Linked DNA regions of Rattus norvegicus: region 1 is linked to region 2. The links are chromatin contacts, called in public Hi-C maps. All regions are on one chromosome and are shown on one strand. Each heading gives the region's core, a stretch centred on a gene start, on an enhancer-like site or on the middle of the called end of the contact. The rest is flanking DNA. Distances are from core to core; before and after follow the strand shown. Region 1 has its middle 31 kb from the start of Sh3pxd2b. Region 2 holds the start of Rpl26l1 (ribosomal protein L26 like 1).

Region 1 (6,670 bases), core at 1,231-3,730, 360 kb before region 2:
CACCCTTCAAAAGAGACAAATCCAACTCTCATCTGAGACTCCATCTCTTCACTATGACCTCCTATTAAAAACGATGTGCATAGCGCAGGGTGAGTGTTCCCATTCCTAACAGGAAGAATGGAGCAGAAGGAAAGCTAGGTCCAAAGTAGTCAGACAGTCTGCAGGGCCAACACCAAATTCCACAACTCCACTTTGGGTCTGGGGCTTGTGCTAGAATTGTCTCAGTTCCAAGGGGAATGGTCAGTCCTGCCCTCCAGTTCTGCTGCCTGGGCCCAGCCTCCCACCCTCCCCCTCCCCTTCCCCCTCCCGTTCCCCCTCCCCTCCCCCTTCCCCTTCCCCTTCAATGTCCCTCTTCCTCCCCCCTCCCCCTTCACTTTTCCTCCTCCTCTCCCCTTCCCCCTTCACTTTTCCTCCTCCTCTCTCCCCTCCTTCCTCCCCTCTCCTCCTCCCTCCTCCCTCCCCCTCTCCCCCTACCCTCCCTGTCTGGTCCATCCCATGCCTGCAGCTTTCTTTTCTTTCTTTCTTTTTTTTTTTATTAACTTGAGTATTTCTTATATACATTTCGAGTGTTACTCCCTTTCTCGGTTTCTGGGCAAACATCCCCCTCCCCCCTCCCCTTCCTTATGGGTGTTTCCCTCCCAACCCACCCCCCATTGCCGCCCTCCCCCCAACAGTCTAGTTCACTGGGGGTTCAGTCTTAGCAGGACCCAGGGCTTCCCCTTCCACTGGTGCTCTTACTAGGATACTCATTGCTACTTATGAGGTCAGAGTCAGGGTCAGTCCATGTATAGTCTTTAGGTAGTGGCTTAGTCCCTGGAAGCTCTGGTTGCTTGGCATTGTTGTACTGCCTGCAGCTTTCTTTAGCAGATCTTTCATGGTTCTGGAGTCTCCACTGCAGCTTGGGCTTCACTTTTGTACAGTAACCTCTCAGGGCCTCCTTGCAGGTGCCGTAACACACGGACTGGATTCAGTGGCTCTCTGGAGCTGTGGGACACGGCTCTATGGCCCTTGCAATCCTGCATCCCTCACATCTGCAAAACCAAATCCACACAAAAACTGTGGTTGTTGCCACCAAGTTCTTGTGCCTTCCCTGGGTGGGTGGAGACCACAGTTGCACTGGCTTTTGAGTGCTGGCCCTGGGAAACACTTCCTGGGATCACTCAACCAACCCTATATGATGTCCTTAGTTCCTCTTAAATGAATATGCATTTTCACAGTACGGAGTCCTTTAGGGGTGTGTCATACCCTTAGGGCACCTTTCTTGTCACCAGGGTCTGCTTCTCTTTAATGCTACTTACTCATCTCCTTAACAGTCACACCCAATCCTCCTTCCCTGAAACTTTTTTTTTTTTTTTTCGGAGCTGAGGATCGAACCCAGGGCCTTGCGCTTGCTAGGCCCTTCCCTGAAACTTAATCTTACCTGCACATCCTTTTAACCAAACATCATCTTCTCTTTCGGGTACACCTTTTTCTCTCTCACTGGGGGCCTCAGTGAGAGCTGTAAGCAATGACCTTGCCACAGCCTGAATGATCTCCTGAATGGTCTCCTGTCTGGAGATTTCCTCTGCCAGACACAGCAGCCTGTTCTCCTTAAATAAAACCCCACTCATGTTCTCAGGACGTAGGCAGAATGCAGTCAGAATACCACACAATGTCCCTCAACTCACTTCCTGAGAGAGCCTTTCCCCCAAAGCCTTGCTGGCTCTCTACTGTTCACGTTTCTCTGCATCCTTGTCTTTCAGGCTCCTATCAAAATGTCTCCATTAGTCTGTGCTTACGGTGTCCCAGGGACTTTCTAGGATAACATTCTAGGCTTTTCCATATGTCTCCCACAAACCAATTCAAAAGATCTAAGAACCACACGGTTGGGTTTCTCACAGCAGCACCAGCACCTCCTGATGTCCACTTTCCCATCCTGCCCCAGGTACCAATTTTCAATACTAGTCACTGTTGCTGTAACAACCGGGTACAAGCAACTTAAGGAACAGTTTACTATGGCTCATAGCTCTATGGAGTACAGTCCATCATGGTGGGAAGGTACGGTGGCAGAAGAGGAGGTGGTCATATTGTATAGACATTCTGGAAGCAGAGAGAGCTTGTGCTCAGCCGCCTTTCTGTTTATGTAGTCCAGGATTCCAGAACGGAATTGTTCTCCCATCATTCAACGCGGCTCTCCCATCAGATCCAGGACCGCTCGTGGCTCCAGGTCAGCTCTTGCCACATCTTTGTCCTCCCTCACGTGGCATAGGAATCTCTCCTGGCATGCAAGAAGCTACCCGAGGGCAGTGAGATGCCTTCTACAGTCCCGCCAGAGTGCCACTGTGTCTGAACTGACCCCCGGCAATTACACGGATCTGAGTGCGGCCCTACAAATAGACATTTAACAAACATTTGGTTGTGCAAAGGCATGGTGATGTTGGAGGTGCTGACGATACTGGAGTAGCCTTGCACATACCTGCAGTGACCTGCAGAGGGCGCGCTGGAGACCGCCTGCCTGGTAGTCATAAACAGCTGAGAGAGGGCCCCAAGGTGGCACCACTGTCTTTACAATAAGAGCTGAGCTTACTATTTTCTTATACTCTAGATCCTCCACCCTGCAGTGTGGTTCGAGGCTCTCAGCAGATGCCTTAGCCCTCCTACCCTCCAGCACTGCGGGCCGAATCAGTTCTACAGTTCATCCATCCCCCAGTCTCAGGACAGAAAGGTGCTTTGTGATGTTAAATGGTCTCATGGATGGGAGGTGCTTGCTTGAGATTGCCTGGTGTTGTTACCTATGGGAAGCAGAGCTAGCGTCCTTTCCCACAGGGCAGTGTGGGGAGGGGAGGGCTTGCTGTCCCCAGTTTAGGCTTCTAACCCATGCCTGTGAAGGGAACGTTTGGTGCAGATCATCTATTCCCTGCATGAGCTCCTGGTGTGAGAGTTGATTGACAGATTGCTATGTCTGAGGATTGGTGACAGTGTCCTGAGTCCATTGTCTCAGTTTCCAGACAGTTCCAGACAAAACCAAACGCAGCTGCTTTCAGAGGCACACAGGAGAGAGACGGGCTGCTATTTTAAGACAGCCACCGAGCTCTTTTTCGCAGCCCTAGAAGCAGCAGAGCAGACCACAGGGAGGCGGGGAGGGGGTGAGTCACAAAGGATCAGGGGGGGGGGGCTTTGGAGGTGGAGCAGAGGAGGCCCGCCTAGGCTGATGGACAGACAGTTCAGGGTACACCAGCGCCTGCCCATGTCCTTTAGGGGATGCCTCCATGCCACTGGTGGGGAAACTGAGGCAGGGATGTTTACAAGCAGGGAGTGTGTGGAGCAGATCCTCAGGTACCCAAGTTATGACTCCATCTCCACAGCTTAACCGGTCAATAAAAGGCTGGAGCCTGTGATTGGGCAGGGGAGGGACGAGGGTAGGACTGGAGGTTTGAGAAGGGAGTTGCAGGTAGAGAGAGAGAAAGGAGGAGAGGAAGACTGAGGAGGAGGAAGCCACCATAGACCAGAACCGTGTGGGCAGGAGAAACGTCGAGTAATGGGGGTGTTGTAGCTGGGGATTGAGTGAGGACAGCCCTAGCCCTGCCCAATCCAGGCATAGGATCATCAATAAAATATCTGGATTGCGCGTCTTTTATACAGGCTTGTTAGGATTGTAAATCATTACTTCAGAAGGCTTTCCTCTGTAAGTGACAGGGGATTATGTTGGAAAAAGAAAAGCGAATTGTAGACACATGTATACATACAGCAGGTATTTAAAAAAACAAAAACTATGGCTGAGGAACCCGAGTTTGAACACCTAGAACCCGTGTCCAAAAGTCAGGCGTGGTGGCTGATACTGTCAAAGCTGGGCAATCAGACTGGAAGATCCCTGGAGCTCAGACAGACAGACAGACAGCCTGCTCAGTGAGACTATGTTAACAAAAAAGGTGGTGTCTGAGGAATGACATCCAAGGCTGTCCTCTGGCTTCTACATATGTAAGCACAAACACAAACACACACCCACGCTCGCACGCATGCACGCATGTCACCTACACACCTATGTGCCTCCTCCCCCTCCATGCCCACAAGACATACAAACAAGACAAAAAGTGAAACACAGATCTCTGATCCAGCAGGTCCATAAGCGTTATCAAGGCCTGGAGAAGTTCGGGCGAAGGGCGAGGCTGTCACGTTCTAGTGGGGCTGGGTGGAGTAGGACTTGGGGTGACCTTCAACAAGGTTCCTCTAATCTGATAGGGTAATCGTTTTTTATATACTACTCATGTGTCACTAAAAAGCAAGATACATGATACTTTAAAAAGTGTCACAAGGCTTCTTTACCCCAGCCTCCTCTCAGAAGCCAACCTCTGTCCCTCCCCCAAGTGTTTATTGGATTCGTAATTATAGACATGGGATAAAAATGCTAATATACCAGTGTGCTTCTCCTCCCTTCGCCCAAATGCTAAGGGAAAAGACCTTCTCCCAGCATGCTTCAGGCTTCCAGGAAACTAATGAGCCCCAGGGACACGTCCTGTGGAGTTCAGCATTGTGACAGGTGTGGAGAGTTAATCTCCCCCCACCTCAAACTTCTGGTCTGACTCTCTCTGGTTTGTACTCTGGACATCTCTCCCAGACATCAGAAAGGTCACCATTCCACCCCATTTGGTGTCAAGACAGATCATTATCGAAGAATGGTCACCGACTGCTAGTCTCCTTCAAAATTAATTCTTGAAATCAGAACACATTCTCATGGGGTGCATCCAAGGAAGAAAGGGCGAAGCTGAGGTCACTTCATGCACCTCAATCTAGAATGAGCGCCTAGCAGTGTGATGTGGACCTCGGACCTTCCTAGTGTGTTCTCAGCTGACTGGTGTCTGGGGTACAGGGTCTGGGATGAAACCCCACCTCCTCAGAGACCCGATGTAAAACGGTAGCGTTGAGCTGAATGTCCATCTTTTCTTGTGATGGACACAGCATCCTCTGTGAGGACAACAGCTCACACCATGGCCTGTCGGGAGTTTCTGAAGTTGCCCTCTGTGACAGACAGAAGATCTCTTCTGGCTTCCATTGTGGAGGCTTCATTCTACAGTTGTGCGACCTCTTTGAGTTTGGTGCTGTGGGGAGCTGGCCCAGCATGGGGCACTGGTAGTGGTACCCGGGGTAGACAAGAAATTAAGAGCAGGATATGAATGAAAGAGGAAAAGAAAGGGAATGGGGTCTCAGTATCCCCACCATGCTACCCATCAATGATCTCAAGACTTCCACCAAGCACCACCTAGGAAAGTTCTGGCAATGAGCCAGGTTGGGGACTTGGCTGGAACACAGTAGGTTGGTTAGCTTTTTTGTCAGCTTGAGATAGCTAAAATCATCTAAAAAGAGGTGGAGGAATTGTCTGTAGCACACTGGCTTGTTTGCAAGTCTTTGTGTCATTTTCTTGTTTAATGATCCATGTGGGAGGGCTCAGTCCACTGTGGGTGGTGCCAACCCTAGGCTAGGCTAGGCGGTCCTGGGGCACATGAGAAAGCAGGCTGAGCAAGCCATGTGGAACAAGCTAGTAAGCAGCACCCCTCCATGGCTTCTGCTTCAGTGCCTGCCTCCAGGTTCCTGCTTTGAGTTCCTGCCTGACTTCCCTTCGAGATGAAGGAAGCTGTAAGGTGAAGTAAACCCTCTCCTCCCCAAGCTGCTTTGGTCCTAGTGCCTATCACAGTAACAGAGAGCAACTAACATTCTCTGTGCCACCGGCCTGCCCCACCTGCCCAGCCCTCTTCTGTCCAGATGATGATGGCAAGAGGGGATAGTGTGAGCAGCTAAGGCCAGCTTCCAACACAAGTTCATGGCCCTGGTCTACCAAAACTCTGCAAGCTTCAACTGCACAGAATTCAGAAACTTTATTGTGTGTCTTGAAGACCAGAAAGTTGGGGGCAGAGGTTATTTAAGAAATCCACAGTAGTGACTGGCCTGTGGTCTTTGAAAAGTATCTCGAAGATGTTTACAGTCCTTTCAAGATTTGGGATCCTCAAGGGCAGGAGGCAACCCACTGGCTGCTTGATTCTGTTGTCAGAGAGGGATATGGAGATAATGTTGAAATGTACGAGGACTCACCACCTGATAACATAAAAATTACCGACAACCAAAAGCTCAGAGCCATCGACTGATCAACCTGGATGTAAATGATCACAATTTAAGGGCTGGCATGATGGCTCTAACTGCCCTCAGACTCAGCTGCTGGCTGATTACTTGGTGACGCTTCCGGCAGTTCAGCCCCTGCTAAAGCAGACCCAATGGGAGACCATTGCCTGTGGCCTTCCACAAACCCGTTCTTGGTTTTGACGCACAGTTCTTAGGAAGGATCCTTAGATCCTGCAGTTGGCACGTGGAGACAACCTCGGGGAGCTACACCCCAAAATCAATGAAGTCGTAGTAGCTGTCCAGGTAATTGGACAATACACTCATCTGGGTCTCAGCTTCTCTCCTGCTTCGTATACCTGGGAGTCACGTGTTCCCAGCATATGTTTGGAAATCAAATGTCACTTTTCAAGGGAGAAATCCCAGAAGATTGATTATGCCCTAGAGCTTTATCACCAGATATTTTGGAGAAGCAAAACACATAAAAGACTAATTAAAAGCAAACTAGAACCTGTGGTGGACATTCTAGATCCAAACTGAAGTAGAGTGTAAGTGGGTGCTAAGCTGTAATCGTCGAAGGAGG
Region 2 (7,278 bases), core at 4,439-6,938:
AAAAGAAATCGACATAGAGCAGTTGGGGATTTGGCTCAGTGGTAGAGCGCTTGCCTAGCAAGCGCAAGGCCCTGGGTTCAGTCCCCAGCTCCGGAAAAAAAAAAAAGAAAGAAAGAAAGAAAGAAATTGACGTAGAACATTGAAGAGATAATTCCTCACTTTTATGATTTCTCCCTTTTTGATGATCTCCACCAAAATGTAGATGAGGGTTTGCAGAGCAGGCCCTTGAAAGACTGAGTCATAGGCAGGGCCTAGGCTGCGGTGATGCTTTTAAGAGGCAGTGCTGGAGGAGTGTCCCAGGGAGAGGTTCGGGTGCTTAGAGAGATGGGAGAAAGCCTGGGAAGAAGAGAGAGGTAACAGTGGGGCTCAAAGGGAGATACAGCAGTGGGTTTCAGTCCTTCAAGTCGTGGGTTTTTTTTTTTCTTTTCTTTTCTTTTCTTTTTTTCGGAGCTGGGGACCGAACCCAGGGCCTTGTGCTTGCTAGACAAGCGCTCTACCACTGAGCTAAATCCCCAACCCTGGTAAGTGGTTTTTATCTACTAGAAACAATAGTAGGTCATCAGAGGTCTGAATCCTTTTTTTAAGAGAGAAATTTGGGGGGTAGAGGGAATGACTCATCAGGTAAAGGAACTCGCTACCTCTAGCTGGTCTTTGCTACTTCGTGGGTTTTGTCTCCCCAGTTTCACCCGCCATCACAGATAGGAAAGGATAGAAGAGAGAGACAAAGAGAGATCTCTGAATCCAATTTTTGTTTCTTCTTGTTCCTTCTTGGCTTAAGATTACCAACAAACTACAACTAACCCCCCCAGCCTCCCACCCCCGGACAACCAACAACCACCTACAATGCCTCTCGGGGCCCTGGCATTTATACACGCTCTGAAAAGTTACCAGAATCCCAAGGGTCACACAGTTGCAGAAACTATCTGCAGCTGGCAAAACCGTGCCTCTGCTAGAGCACAAGACAAATCATAGTCAGCTGCCGGGGACAGTCTGAAGCAGCCCTACACCCCACACCTGGGATTAAAGGGAAAGCACATATGTTTGTGTTCTTAAAGAAACCAAAATCCCAAAATTGTTGCTACAACTACCGGTCCTGACGACCCAAGTGATGGAAGAATTAGCTCCCTCATTTCATTTTTAAAAAAGATTTATTTATTATATAAGTACACTATCACTGTTTTCAGACACACCAGAAGAGGGCATCAGATCCCATTACAGATGGTTGTGAGCCACCATGTGGTTGCTGGGAATTGAACTCAGGACCTCTGGAAGAGCAGTCGGGTGCTCTTAACCGCTGAGCCATCTCTCCAGCCCAGAAACAGAATTTTTTAAAAACATCTAAGGGCCAGTGAGATGGCTCAGTTGGTGTACCTGATGACTTGAGTTGAATCCTAGAGCCCATGAAACAGTGGAAGGAGAGAGCGCTCATCATAGAGTTTGTCCTCTGACTTCAGTCCGTGTGCCATCACCACCCTCCCATATCATAATAATAATTACATATATATATATATATATATATATATATATATATATATATAAACTTTATTTTAAAACTGGTTTCGGGCTAGAGGTGTAGCTCGGTGTCAGAGGCCCTAGGTTTAACCTCTCAGCACCAAAACAACAACCAAAGAAACCTGGTGTGTGCCTCTAGAAGGTTCATTATCTGAAGATAGAAACTGTAGTGTGCAGATGGGAATGGACACACACATTCGTAAAGGAGAACATTCTCTGAAGACCCTTTTTCCTCCCCACAGTTGCTCCCTGCCAGTTCTTTGCTGGTGAGGTCATACATTTCATTCTAACCCATCACTGGGAGGACTGGGAATTCTCTGCATGCCAGGAAGAAACAGGCGTAATTACACCCTGGCCACACAACTAGCAGGTGGTAAAGTTGAAATTCCAACCCAGATCTGCCTGACTACAGGTTCCGAAGAAACAGGGGGGTGGGGAGTGGGGGCTGCCTCAGCACCAACGTCATCAGAGCTGTGTCAACACAGAACGCCAGAAACGGACGCCGGAGGATCAGAGCAGGAGGGCCTTTTGTCCCTTTTCTTTTTGTCTTTTCCCCTTTAAAATAATGGTTCTCGATCTTAGTAACGAGACCCTTTAATACAGTTCTCATGTTGTGGTGACCCCCAACGACAAAATTGTTTTTTTGTTGCTACTTCATAGCTGTAATCCTGCTGCTGTTATAAATTGTAAATCCTTTTGAAAGTAGAGTTGCTAGGGGGTCGCGGCCCACAGATTGAGAACCGTAGGTTTAAACCACCCCCTTGAGGGAATGAGAACATAATGGAATCAGAATGCTCCCACATCTCCTATCAAGCTCCGTGCGGGCTTTGTGGAGAGGCTAAATAAATCACTACTTGATTAAACATTTGAGGAAACCAGCAGGGAACGCCTTGAATGTGCAGTAGAAAAGTCTGAACAAAAGAGCGAGTGAATGAATGAGGTCACTCCCATGAAGGTCTGCTGTGAGGACAACTGTGACCCTTCTGGGCGCAGTCATGCTGGCACCTGCCCCCGCGTTTCCATAGAAACATAGAAAGTGACTGATACTAGGCACAATGGCACTCACCTTTAATCACAGTAGAGGTCACCGATAGCCACCTTTCCCAGACCCTTCCGATCTGGTCACACTGACAGTGGGTGGCACTCCTGCTACCACAGTCTCTACAACTTTAACCACAGCAGCATGCCTTGTCCAGATGGAGGCTTCCTCCAAATATCTCCAACACTGATCCCAGAGGCTTCTAGAATAAAGTACTAAACAGGACCCTGCAATCGTCAGAGCTCCAGTAATACTGGTTTTGGACAGTTTCTCTTCCATATTACCAACTCTAATAAACTAGGAATATGCACAGGACCAGTGTGAAGGTGGCTTTTCGACTTTGGGCAAGACCTCTTTTCTATCTTAGGGTCTCCATTTGTTAGGTGAACATTATAACCTCATATCCAGAATCTGGCACAAAGTAGGTGTTCAGCCTATGCACCGTGAGTGGAAGGCTAGAGACGACGAACGTATTAATAACACTTTATACAGAATAATCACTTTTGGGTTTTAAGATGAAAAGAGCAGAAACTGGAAGCTCTTTCACTCCCTCTTCGCTGCTACAGTGCCAGGGAGGGGCCTTTACAGGGCCGCCAATACTTCTCTCCTAGAGGATGCGCAGCGAGTCTCAATCTGACCAGCCTGCAGGTGGCGCCCGCGCTACCAGCAATCTTCCAACACAAGAGGAGACGCGCTCCGGTGCAAGGGTAAAGAGAGGCAGGTAAAGGACCCAGAGGTGGACCGGGGACGGCTGCGGACTGAAGACTGTGAGCTGGCTCTCTCCCAAAGCTGTCAATCGGTTAAAAAAAAAAAACAAAAATTAAAAATAAACGGTAGAGGAAGTACACTTCACACTATCGTCAGCGTGGCGCATCGCACATATTTCCATCAAACAAAGCTAATGGTTCGCATCATTGTGATTCCGTTTAGGAGTCTGCGCACTGAGCGCCAGTCCTCGGCATAAAAAGCCTAAATTTGAAGACTGCAGTAAATGCAAAGGACTATCCTGGAGTGAGCCCACATATCTGATTTTTCTTATGAAGACTGATTATAACTGCTACGTGCCACACGCGGTTCTCAACACTTTAGGAAAGTCGTTTAAATCTTATGACAACCTACTAAGATCATACTCATTCTACAGATCAGAAAATTAGGACTACAAAGCTGGCAGTTCCCGGTCCAGCACGAAAGACACACTTGGTACCAGGGATGACTTTATGATCCAAGCAAGAGCTAAACAAACGGGGTTTAGGGGTTGGGGGGGCAACAAGCATTGGTTCACCCTAAAAATCCTGGAAGGTGAGAGAACTCTTTTTTAAAAGTTCAAATTTAAGGGACAAGCAAGTGTGAGTCGGTGGTAGAATATGTATTTAATATGTTACTACTGGATTCAATCCCCAGCATCAATAAATTACATTCTATTTTAATTTAAAATAATTCAGATATAACCCTGACCTTCGACCTTCGACCATGTGTTTTTATAAAATTGTAGCAGGACCCAAAATGTTACATATAAAACTTCTTAGTAATTCTGAAGAAGCCAGACAGATGGCTTTTGAAAGGTGTGTCATGGTGTTTAAAGAATATGGACAGTGTACAATCAGCCTGTCACATGGGTAGGGTTCTCCCAAACTGAACCAGACACAGGTGAAAAATATTTAAATTTTTTTTAAAAAGTTCATCCTTACTGAATATGTACACATTTTTTTCATGTCCTAAGCAATACAGTATCAAAACACATAAAGCCTTTATATTGTACTGGTTGTTATATCTAGATATGATTTAAGTATGTATGCACAGGATAGACATATGCATCCAAATTTACATACATATGCCAAGCAAACATTATGATGGATTAGACTTGAATATCCATGGATGGAGGGTTGGTAACCAGGATGCTGAGGACAGCTTGCAGCGCACACCAGTTAAGTTTCAAACCCTGACTCAGGTGCCTAATTACATATTAAAGAGCACCCGGCCTCCTCCAGGTTCTCCCAGCATCCCTTGGGATACTTTTTTTTTTCCTTTTCTTTTTTTCGGAGCTGGGGACCGAACCCAGGGCCTTGCGCTTGCTAGGCTAGCGCTCTACCACTGAGCTAAATCCCCAACCCCGGGATACTTTACATGGTATGGCTGGCACTCCCTGCCCTCTACCCTGAACTCGAGTTGGGTTGATTCCCCCCAGAGGCTCTTCCCTATGTAACCCAGACATTTTGGTTACCCACCCCTCCTTTTTGTACCTTTGGCCTCCTGACTGGGGTGCTAGGTTCCCTGCTCTCCCTTCCCCTTTCCTTTCCCATCTTCCCACACGGTTCAGGGTCTAAGAATGCAGCAGGCTGGGTCATGAAGGTCTCAAAGCGGGGTTGGGGATTTAGCTCAGTAGTAGAGTGCTTGCCTAGCAAGCTCAAGGCCCTGGGTTTGGTCCCCAGCTCCGAAAAAAAGAAAAAAAAAAAAAAGTCTCAAAGTAGCTTGTGCCGGGCAAGGTAAAAGGGTAAAGAAGAGTTGTCTTCTGGGAATAATGCCCAAAGTGTCATGGCAAACAAGATCTGTATCTTAGTCATTTACTAAGCGTCCTCTCTTTCCTTTGAAATTTTAAATCTTAAAGAGGGGCAATTTACAGTGCTTCCCTTTCTTAAAATTGGTGTTTTATCAAGGGAACAGGAGGAGGGGGAGGCCGAATAGATCTGGAGGGAGTCCATCCTCAGTGGTCCCCGAGTTGGCTAATGCCTGTCTAAGTACCCAACAGAATATGTCCTGGTTAGTTGGTTTGTTTATGACGGTCCCGGCAAGCTCTTAACTTTTGATCCCCTGGTTCCACCTCCCCAGTACTGGAGTGATAGGAATGTTAGGAATGAGACATCAAGCCAGGCTAGAAAGGGTCCCAAAGCCCTGGATTCGATCCCCGACACAAAACCAGAAACTGAAGCCAGAGAAGCATCGATGAGCTTCTGTTTCAGGTCTTACAAAGCGGTTTCATTAGGGGTGCCGCCAGCCTCAGGTCCTGCCTACTCCACTCCCCGAGAGACCATGCTGAGACTCAACTCCAGCCGCAGGGGGAGCTGTTCCGCTTTCCTGCGGCAGGAAGCGGAGACCCGCATTCCTTCTATGCTTGGGTTAAAGGAAATGTCATTTCCGGGCCTGCGCACACACCACCGGAACCGGAACCGATGAGTGAATAGTAGTGGTTCCTCTAGGACCCAGAACCGTCCCTGGACTACCTCCTTTCCCGCTTTTTGCAGGCGATCACCAGGCAGTTTCATCCCTTGTTGACCTCGGACCGCAGCTTAAGCCTCAAACTTTATTTCAATGCTCCCTCCCACGTGCTCCGAAAGACTATGTCTTTGCCGCTGTCCAAGGAACTGCGGCAGAAGTAGTGCGTCTGTTCCATGCCCATTCGCAAGGACAACAAGGTCCAGGTACACCCAAGCGTCCTCGAGTTCTAGTTCCCCAGGAGCATAAAGTTCACTCACCCCCTTAACATGAAATCCTGTCATATGCCCCAAGACTTCAATCAAGACAGCAGAGTACTGCAGACGTATTAGAACGGAGCCACTACTGTGCCTGTCCTGCCTAGGAGCGTTCAGTTTTCGATAATGGCCATAGAACAATATGCCAGGACTGAAAACATCTCTCTCAATTTAGCCCACTGGCCTTTAGTTTGCCAGCTATAGCTCATGATGCCTCATTGAGCCAGTCTTTAAAGGGAGAAAGTGCTGTAGTGTCTCTTGAGTTTAGCAGAATTGGTGGGCAGGGATCTGTAAGAATTTACCATGCAATGATACTAGATAGATGTGGCAAGGGAAATGAGTTGGTAGCTGCAGATCAGAAGTACAAAAATAATCAGAGACCACGTGTTCCCTGGGACTGGAGCATAGGGTGTGACTGAGTGGGGGCGTGGCAGGATGAGGACTGGGAATGGGGAATAACACAGAATAGGCAGAGACTAGATTGTTTGCCCGAAGAGTGTTATTGTTCACTCAGCAGGCATTCGTCCGACAATAGCAATGAGCAGGACTGAGGCAGCCCTCCTCCGGGAAGCTCACAACTGCACAGGGCTTCTTGGGCAGGGTGGTTGTGGGAAGCTCCTTTTACCCTTTTGCATGCAGGGATGCTAACAGCATCCCTGGCCTCTGCTCAGCCAGTGCCAGGATTATTGAGTCCCCTTTGCCCTTCTTCCGCAGCTGAGAGTTATTGTTTTAGGGAATGATGTGAGATAAAGTGAGGAGCTTTGTGTATTGGACATCTGATGGTTGAGGGGTCAGTTAGTAAGGAAATATAACTGGAGTGAAGTGAAAAGAGCAAGGCCAGTGACAGGCAGGCCGGGCTGAGCAGTTCTGAGTGTGCACTGCTCCTACAGAGGATCAGAGTTTAGCTCCCAGCACTCATGTCCGGCAGCTCACAACCGCCTGTAACTCCAGCTGCAGAGGGATTCCATGCCCTGGCCCCATGGACACTGCAGTCATGTGACACACAAAGACTTATACACATCATTATACATACGCCTTTAATCACAGCACTGAGGAGCCTGAGGCAGATACATCTCCTAAGTTTGAGGCCAACCTGGTCTACAGATCGAGTTCTAGGACAGCCAGAGCTATAGAGAGAGACCCTGTCTTGGAAAACCAACGTGAACCTGAAAATGTTTGCCTTCTTTAAAGGAGAAAGTCAAGAGCCTTCAGGCCACAGCAACCTTGGAAATCGCTCTCCTTGGCAAGCAAGCTGGAAAA

The links. Hi-C and Micro-C count contacts between places; a contact is called where the count stands out from the background.
Region 1: a Hi-C map of kidney shows a contact between it and region 2, with 6 times the contacts expected there. The contact joins the enhancer-like site here to the promoter of Rpl26l1 in region 2. A contact is called at or near these places in 4 of 12 Hi-C or Micro-C datasets (frontal cortex, hepatocytes, kidney and 1 more).

Annotation. Positions count from the first base shown.
Region 1 is chr10:17,388,736-17,395,405 of GRCr8, reverse strand. No RefSeq gene overlaps it. Among named protein-coding and RNA genes, the nearest start is that of Sh3pxd2b, 31 kb to the left of the region's middle. Within about 2 kb of position 2,480, at least 12 of the 93 cell types and tissues checked have an H3K27ac peak or open chromatin away from gene starts, as enhancers often do.
Region 2 is chr10:17,027,438-17,034,715 of GRCr8, reverse strand. Rpl26l1 (ribosomal protein L26 like 1) reads left to right here and starts at 5,688. Exons shown (of 3, transcript NM_001402099.1): 1 at 5,688-5,967; 2 at 7,210-7,278. The coding sequence starts at 5,938. It overlaps LOC134480770 (a long non-coding RNA gene), which reads right to left and starts at 5,648. Exons shown (of 2, transcript XR_010055559.1): 1 at 5,516-5,648; 2 at 3,023-3,340.